Linked DNA regions of Callithrix jacchus: all the other regions are linked to region 2. The links are chromatin contacts, called in public Hi-C maps. All regions are on one chromosome and are shown on one strand. The core of a region is the stretch at or near the end of the contact, and the rest is flanking DNA. Distances in the headings are between cores, read along the strand shown.

Region 1 (2,764 bases), core at 73-2,572, 450 kb before region 2:
TCCTCTGACAGCCAGTGGCTCTCTGGGCCTACTGAATGCAGGTTTCTCCTCTGCAATGCATGCTGGCCGCTGTAGTTTTATTCTTAGGGTTTGGTTTGGCTGCTTACTTCCAGGATCTCTTTGGGGCCTAGACTGCTAGAAAGCTAGTGAGCTTGTAAGACATCACCTAGGCCAGACTCGTATTCGATATTTTAAAACTCCTGAGATGGTGCTTGCTCCGTCACCACCCATCCCTTGGCTTCCACCGTTTTCAAACCATGTCTGGTGTTCATTTTCTTCTCCCAAATGTTCGTGATGCTTTGGGAATGCAAAAAGCATCCATATTTGGAAAGCTCAGAACTCTCTCGGGGGCGGGAGCAGAGCACAGATTGTTCTGCCGAGGACAGTCGTGTGTGGCTCAGAGCATGGCTCTCTGGAGCGGGTCGGAGTGAGGCAAAGAGCAGGAAGGAAGTTGGGGCCGGCCTGGCCGGGCCTCCCTGCGGTGCCCTGACCCCTAACCAGGCAGAGACAGGCAGCTGCCCTGCAGGGCCCACCACAGCCTCTCAAGCCAGAGGAATGCACTTTTGTTGAGTGCCTACTGTGGGCCAGGTTCTGGAATTGTAGTAATAAATTATTAGTAATGATTACAGCATTGAAGTAATTCCTTCTAGACACTGTTCTAAGCACTTGTCCCTCAGCTCCCTTTATCCTCACCACAACCCTAGAGCTAGAGACAGGAATGGAGCCCCCATTTGAGAGGGGGAGTGGGGGTGCCTGCTTCCCGGACTGGGGCTGGCAGGTCGTTTGGGGAGGGGCTCCTAGGTGCAGATTCTGCCAAGTCCGGACTGAAGGAGGGCACGTCCATCCTGGTGTGCTGGGAGGTGCCTTAGTTTGCGTTTAGCGGCCTGTGAACGAGTCTTGGGACCTCTAAAAGCTAAGTCGGGGTCACATCAGCCAGGACTCGCTATTAACTGCCGCCCAAGGTCGTCCCGCAGCGCCTCGGCAGCCGCCGCCAGGGGTCGCGTGAGCCGCGTCCTAGCGGAGGTGCGCTCCACAGCCGCGCATGCGCAGAGCTGTTACGGGCGTCCTCGGCCGGGTCGGCTTTGAGACCGCGTCCCTCCCCCCCACCTCTTCCGCCTCGCCCGCCTCGCGCTCTCGCCCCGCCCCTCCACTCCCGCTGCTTGCCCCATCCCGCCCCGCCATCCTGGAGCCCCTGACCTGCATCCCTTGCCGGTGTCGCCGCAGGACGGCGGGACTGGTTCCTGCCGCGGCCTCCTGGACAGTGGCCCCCCGCCCCCCACCCAGGGCCGGCTGACCTTTTGCAGCCCCTGAACTCGGGTTAATTCCACGATTCAACCCGAGTTCAGGGATGGAGAAGAAAGGCAAACTTGCCAACCCTCTTTATTAACCTCGCATTAGAGAACCTCCCTAGGAACTCACCCAGCCGAGCTCTCTGGGAGGCGTTCACAATTCACAGGCCCTGGCTGTTCCCAGGCAGCAGCTGAGCCTTCGCCTATGTGCCCCTTTATTGTTTTCTGGGACCACATCTATAGAGACTCTCCTAGGAGGTGACAGCATTTAATAACGTTCAACATTTCAATGCATGGGGTATTTACACAAAGAAAGGATCCTGCTTTAGCAGGAATTGAAGTACATCCTGCTTTTCATGGACCAAAAATCCTTGGTAATAAGGACTGTAGAAGCCCAAGGAGGATTTTCCTGAAGTGTTTCTTGATAGATTCATGTCTTAAAGTGAGATCTAATCCCAGCCTTTATGAATTGGATATTTGCTAATGACCATGATCTTCTAGGTGTCATCCTAGAGCTGAAGGACAGACGAGTGACCACGGACATTTTCTGCTTTTTCCCTGGCAGAAAGTCTCCAGTCTGTTGGGAGCTGTGCGGCCACTGCTATAGACCTGCTGTGGTAGTAAGCTCACTGGATCAGGATTTGCCCATGTGACCTTGGGCAAATCATCTCTGTGCTTGAATCTCCTCATTTGCAAAGAGAGGACAGGAGAGAAGATAGAACTCCATCTTTTTTCCTTAAGAATCGGCTCTGTCACTCAGGCTGGAGTGCAGTAGTGCCATTACAGCTCCCTGCAGCCTCAAACTCCTGGGCTCAAATGATCCTTCCACCTTGTCCTCCCAAAGTGCTGGGAGTACAGGTGTGAGCCACCGCGTCAGGCCTGCTTTTCATTTCTGGAAACTTTCAGGTGCAGTGAAAAAAGTAGTTTTATAGAAAAGCCCATGAGTGGAGGGAATGGGGTGGTTAGGGGAGCTTTCCAAGGGTGCTTTCTTTTGGCTGCATGGGAAACCCAGAATGTGGGTGCAGGGGTTGTGAGAGGGTGTGGTGGGACCATGGGCCTGATGGAGATCCACCATGTAAGCCTTCTGCTAGCTGTTTGTTTCTGACTCCAGAATCTCTTCAGCCTCTTCCCATTCTGGATTCTGCTCATGGTGGGAGGCGAGATGGGTGTGTTGCATGTGGCTGCTCATCTCAGGTTGCTGGTTAAAGCTTCCTGTTTATATTTAGACAGTGTAAGAAGAGTAAGAACCCTTTTATTGCCACTGACCCATATTCATATTTAATGTTGCTTGTGTTAATCAGCTCCTCATTGGTTCTCTTTTTGGAAGGAGGCAGAGACTCAGAGAGTCCAGAGAAAGCTCAGAGGGCTGGAGCGTTAGTTGAGGTCGGCTGAGGTGCTTGTTCTTAATTTCTTCTGTGACACCATGTCTGTCTCAGTCACTGCATTTTTAACATTGTTTTGAAAACATCTTTCTC
Region 2 (2,700 bases), core at 121-2,620:
GTTATTGATACAGATATCAAAGTTTCAAATTACAGAAAGTGGACAGTTAAGTGATAAACACAAGATCAGATATACCAGGTGACACAAGCACCTTAGGATCCAAGTTTTCTTTAAAAGAAATTGTGGCAAACCAGTGGTTGAAGAAAACTTGAATGACATTTCCCCAGGGGGTGGTAAGAAAGTGGCTAAGCATTGTTGAAACTCTCAGGATCCCTCAGGTCCATTCGCATTTGTAAATTGGTGTTTTTGTTGTTGAGGACGAGGTCATGAAAAGTCCTGGGCTGTATGCCATCGAGGAAGGAGAGCAGGAAAAGCGAAAGCGGTCCCTGAAGCTCATTCTGGAGAAGAAGCTGGCCATCCTGGAGCGGGCCATTGAGAGCAACCAGAGCAGTGTGGATCTGAAACTGGCCAAGCTGAAGCTCTGCACAGAGTTCTGGGAGCCCTCCACTCTGGTCAAAGAGTGGCAGAAACTGATATTTTTACATCCCAATAATACAGCCCTGTGGCAGAAATACCTTTTGTTTTGCCAGAGCCAGTTTAGTACCTTTTCGATATCAAAAATTCACAGTCTTTATGGAAAATGCTTGAGTACTTTGTCTGCTGTTAAGGACGGCAGCATCTTATCTCACCCTGCGTTGCCTGGCACAGAAGAGGCCATGTTTGGTAAGGAGATAACCAGATCCAGTTACGTGGGAGGAGTTAGACTTTCTTTTGGCTTTACTTGAAAATGAAAATCTCTTTTTGGTTTATTCTGGAAAAAGTCTAAATTGTTTGATAGAACTGATATTTTTTAAAAAGTATTATGACTCTTGTTGATAACAGATTTGCCCCCAGCTCGCAGGACGGGTGGGGGCAATAGAGCCAGTACAGTTAAGAAAATATCATTGGACAAAGTTCTGCTTATTAACCACGTAAACACAGGCCAGTCTCTTAACTGCTTTGGCAGTTGATGGCCTTATCTGTTGAGATGCTTGTACCCGTCTCACCCAATTATAGAGTCGCGGGCAGTAATGTCCGTGAGATGCCCTGACTGAGAACCACTGCATAAATAGAAGTCGTGGGTATTACTGTGCTGTTAACATTTTTGGTGTGTCCTGAAGGAGCCTGGAGTATAAATTTTGGCAGTAGTGAGATGTCGGAGGCTGCATGTTGTGCAGAGCCAGGGTAATCACTCTTGACCTTGAATCCTGAAGGCTTTGCCCTTCATTGGCTCTGCTGTGTCCTTGGGCAAGCCCTCTTTGAGCTCCGTTTTCTCTGTCAGCAACTATACTATAAACCTGCTTTACAGGACCGTGGTGTGCAGTGAAGGAGATCATCTGTGACGAGTCTAGCTCAGTGTCCGGCACAGAGCGGGCATTGATTTGATCGCAACCCCTGCTGCTGCACGTTAATTCCTGTTGGCATCTAAAGATAGAAATGCATTGCTCCCAAAATGATAAGCATGTATCCCACTGACACAGAGTCTTGAATTTGTTACTGTTTGTGATCTACTCAAATAGCTGAGTATGATTTAGTAGCTGGAATTGTACCACAAGTAAGATGAACTGCAGTGTTCAGACGTGGAATCTTGATTTGTTTACAGCCGACTCTGAACATGGGATGAAAGTTGCTGGTGACTCATGCCATCTAGTGATCAATTGAATACAGCTCTTTGCTTTCTGATAAAAATTTGCTGCGCCATCCTTTTTCTATAGTTTTTCTTGTAATAATGAACTCTGATTATTTGATAGCATTCAGACCAACCTCTCGACTTATTTCTATGTACCATATACAGTTTTTATTGTTAATATTTATGTTCTGTGAGGGTTTCACACAAGAATTCGAACGAACATACTTGGATTATAATACTGTTTGAGTCACTTTAAATCAGGGCATGTGTCGCAGCTTTGGAAATTAACAGGGATTGCAGGTAAAAGTGTGTTAATTGCCTGTTTTTGAGAAGTTAGTTCTTTCCCTTTAAGGGTGGCAACCAGGCTTCTTCCCCTCTGCCCTCCTGTTCGCAGCACTCTTTCTTCAGCAGTGCCACTTTCTGCGGCAGGCCGGCCACTCTGAGAAGGCCATCTCATTGTTCCAGGCCATGGTGGACTTCACCTTCTTCAAACCTGACAGCCTGAAAGAGATGCCTACCAAAGGACAGGTACCCAGCTCTGCTCTCCTCGTCTCTCTTCTCTCTGTCTCCTTCTCTGGAGGGAGACGGGGAAGGTGTGGGTAATGAGAGGTGGTGGTAGTGTTTTTAAAATACCATATCCTCCTTTATATCAGTCTGCTGAGGAGGACTTCTCAGAAGTAGTCCAGTTATCCAAGGAAAGTTTTGTAATGAAACTAGTGAGATGTGGATAGGTAAAATGAAGCTTCCCCCTCCTTCACAACATAAAGGCTTTCTGAGGACTCACCCTCGAGCCTGCCTCCCTGCCTCTCTGACTCCCTCTCTGCCTCCCTCCCTGTCTTCCCTCCCTCCCTCTCTTCCTCCTTTCCTTCCTTCCCCTCTTCCCCTCTTCTCTTTCTGCTTTTGTTTCAGTGCTGGTTAGCTCCCCCAGTCAGGGAAGCAGTTGTCATGCCATTTTAAACCTTGTATAAAGGTTTACGGTCTCTTCCACCCTTATACATTCTAGTTTGGGTCTTGCATCACTTCCCCAATGAACCTAATAAGTACCCACAATCTTTGCTAGAGTTCAAATGAAATGACACATAGGCACCGTG
Region 3 (2,922 bases), core at 8-2,507, 390 kb before region 2:
GAATGCTGGCAGGAACATTTGTTTTGAGAATAGTTTACCATAATGAATTCTGACATCATTGCACTGTCTCAGGCAAGGGTGTTGACATGGAATAAATGACCTAATGTCAACGGTCTGTGGAAACCCTCAAAAACAGGGAGATTGGGAGATTCCTTGGCTCTCTTATCTTCATTTTGAGGTGGCAACAGTTCCTTCTAGATTTTTTAATTGATCTCAACATTTTAAGAATAAACGAACAGTTTGGAGATATAAAGGCAATCATGTGGGTTTTGTTTGCTGCTCTCAAACTGGGTTATCTCACAGCATTTGGAATGGAATTCTTGCAAGTTAACTTCCTTCTTTTGTTCTGATTATCCATGTGCTTTAACGTTTTTCTTTTTCTGCTCTCATGGCAACAGTGGAAGTGATTAGTTCAATAAAATTATGTGATTTAAACATGTTTGGATGACATAGGATTTCCTGAGAATTGTGTTTTGCCTCTGGGCACTTTAAGATGTGCCTGTTTCACCTCTTTCTGCTGCTGGATTGATGTGTGGTGGGGCGGGGACCCTTCTGGGTGCCACATTCATTGCAGTGGGCTATAGCTTCAGCTTTCTCCGCTCTGTGGTTACTGTGGCTTCTTTGCTTACAAGCAGGATTCTTCCCAGCTTGAGGAAGAATTTGCTTCTGAATCCTAAACTCTCTCCAGGAATAAACTAAAAACAGTTTGAGAAAAACTTGTATTTGCTTCGAAGGCTTAATTGGGAATACGCACCAGTGGCTGTATTGCCTCATCCAGCCTGGCCTCCTTCAGGGCCGGAGACTTCCTCTGTTCCTCCACCAGAGGGCCTCGGTCCTGCGCGGCAGAAACCCTCTTGCACCTTAACAGGGAATTGAATTTCTCTGTCCGTCATTGATCTCTTTTTACCTGCATTCACTGGACTTCTTCACCTGGACCAGTGGATTTTCTTTCCAGTTTTGGACCAGTCATGAGTGGGAGTATCTCATTAGCTGCCATCACTGGGGCACACAGAATTTATGTTATAAATACATGAAGTAATTTGCATATTAATGATGCAAAACGTAGACCTGAACTCTTGGATTCGTATTTTGTTCCTTTCTCTGGAGTTACACTTCTGTTTTAGAGCTTCTGTGTACTCAGGAAGGTAGCAGAGAATGGTCAGAAGCTCCCAGCTCACTCTCCCTTGAGCGAGCCCTTTACTTCTGTATTATAATGGACCAGATTCTGTTGGATCATTTATAGCGGGAAAATTCTGTGCCTCTGTAACTGTCTAAGCAGCTGATTCTGTTTCCTAGGACACTGGAAACATTCTGAATGGCACTTCCTATTTGTAGGCGTCCCTGGGTTATAATATTTAGGTTTGATACTGCTTATTCGAGGCCTGATTTCTACCTGGTAAATCAGCCCCTACAACCAGGGTCTCCAGTTTTGTTGCCTCAGTCACATCTTATTTCATACAATTCCAAGTACCGTTCCTTCTGTACCTAGTAGGAGTTTAACCCGTGATTCTGGGACAAAGTTAGACTACCATATCCATTTCCATCCCTTGTTTACTGTAGCTGTTTCCTTCCCTCCATGTTACTTAAGAGAACTGAGCTTCAGTCCAAAGCAAATGTACTTTGTTGCCTGTGAACATGGATCCCATAAAAACAAATGAAGGAAAAAGCAGAGTAGATTGCATGTCCCAGGTGTATTCACGTCTCTGTTAGGTTTCCTTTAGTGCTGCTTGGCGTCCGGAGCGCAGCTTTTCATTTTATGCCACCATCAAGCTTCTGATCTGATATCATCTGATATGTGTGGGTGAGAGGACTATGGGAGTATTTATGTGCCTATGCCAATAAGCCAGAATCTTACAGTTCTGGGGCCATTCTTGTGAATGAGAGCCCTGGGATGTCATGCAGGTATAAGATGTGAATTAATAGCCCTCACGAGGGCCTGCAACTTACAGAACCCACATTCGGCTTGATTGAATACCTTCGCGTGATTCAGAATGTCATCCAAGAAGAGAGCCAAATACCTTGAGCATCTGCCACAGCCTGCAGAGGCTAGCTGACACGTTTGCACTGGCTGACCCGCGCTGTGGCCTTTTGGAAAGACGAGATATGTTCTGATGAGCAGGTTATAAATATCCCCTAGTTATGTCATAGGTGGTGGCAGCACTTAAGGTAGAGGGACTGGCTGGGGGGCGTTCCCAGCTGAACAGGCTGGATGCAGCTTTCGGAGAGGACAAGTGGGGCTTCAAAATATTGACCAGGATGTTACAGAAGAATTATTTGTCCCTTAATGAGATGTGCCACCAAATGTGTCCCTGTGGGGTGTGAGTGGCAGTGAGATGAGATGGGCTCTGCTCACACTCAGGAAGCTTGGGTTCCAGCTGTCACACACTCACTCTCAGAAGGGGCCTCTGACCCTTTGCTTCTTTTTGTCAGTGTGGGGTTTGGAGAGGGTTGGTTTGAGGCATTTCCTGGGTTTTGATAATTTATGTTCTCAAAGATGCAGAGTGATTGCTTGGTAGAGTTCCTGTTCTGTTGTACCTTTCATCTTCGTGTTCCTCTCTTTGCCCACGTTGCGCACAGTGGCTTGCTCATATTCCCAGGCCCTTTTGCCCAGTGTTGTCTCCCACCTTTTAAACGAAAATCTACAATTCATTCCCACTCTACAGAGCCATGGAGAGTTTGAACACAGACTCTTCTAAGGGATCTTGCTTTTTAATTTGTTGGCCTCAACTGATCTTCAGTTTTTTTATTTTTCAGAGAAAATGTGCTAGGGGTTAGAACAGAAAAAAGGCCATCAATCGTAGGTCAAATTTTTCATTTAACCAAAGACGGCTAAAGATGTGCAGAGTAATCATTTGCTTAAAATCTAGCCAACAGCTTTTATGCAGACAAAATGCATTGAAACATGCATATACAATATTTAAT

Evidence for each region. A called contact is a pair of places that touch in the nucleus more often than the background predicts.
Region 1: a Hi-C map of skeletal muscle shows a contact between it and region 2, with 4 times the contacts expected there. The contact joins two enhancer-like sites. A contact is called at or near these places in 2 of 3 Hi-C or Micro-C datasets (both in skeletal muscle).
Region 3: a contact with region 2 is called in a Hi-C map of skeletal muscle, with 6 times the contacts expected there. The contact joins two enhancer-like sites. A contact is called at or near these places in 2 of 3 Hi-C or Micro-C datasets (induced pluripotent stem cells and skeletal muscle).

The regions. Positions count from the first base shown.
Region 1 is chr8:125,614,774-125,617,537 of calJac240_pri, reverse strand. All of the region lies in intron 3 of TTC7B (tetratricopeptide repeat domain 7B), which reads left to right. Among named protein-coding and RNA genes, the nearest start is that of TTC7B, 60 kb to the left of the region's middle. Within about 2 kb of position 1,322, at least 14 of the 16 cell types and tissues checked have an H3K27ac peak or open chromatin away from gene starts, as enhancers often do. A contact at or near this core is called in skeletal muscle, where this site is marked.
Region 2 is chr8:125,164,366-125,167,065 of calJac240_pri, reverse strand. NRDE2 (NRDE-2, necessary for RNA interference, domain containing) reads left to right here. Exons shown (of 14, transcript XR_013521466.1): 6 at 258-663; 7 at 1,962-2,137. Among named protein-coding and RNA genes, the nearest start is that of NRDE2, 28 kb to the left of the region's middle. Within about 2 kb of position 1,370, at least 4 of the 16 cell types and tissues checked have an H3K27ac peak or open chromatin away from gene starts, as enhancers often do. A contact at or near this core is called in skeletal muscle, where this site is marked.
Region 3 is chr8:125,556,381-125,559,302 of calJac240_pri, reverse strand. All of the region lies in intron 6 of TTC7B (tetratricopeptide repeat domain 7B), which reads left to right. Among named protein-coding and RNA genes, the nearest start is that of TTC7B, 120 kb to the left of the region's middle. Within about 2 kb of position 1,257, at least 6 of the 16 cell types and tissues checked have an H3K27ac peak or open chromatin away from gene starts, as enhancers often do. A contact at or near this core is called in skeletal muscle, where this site is marked.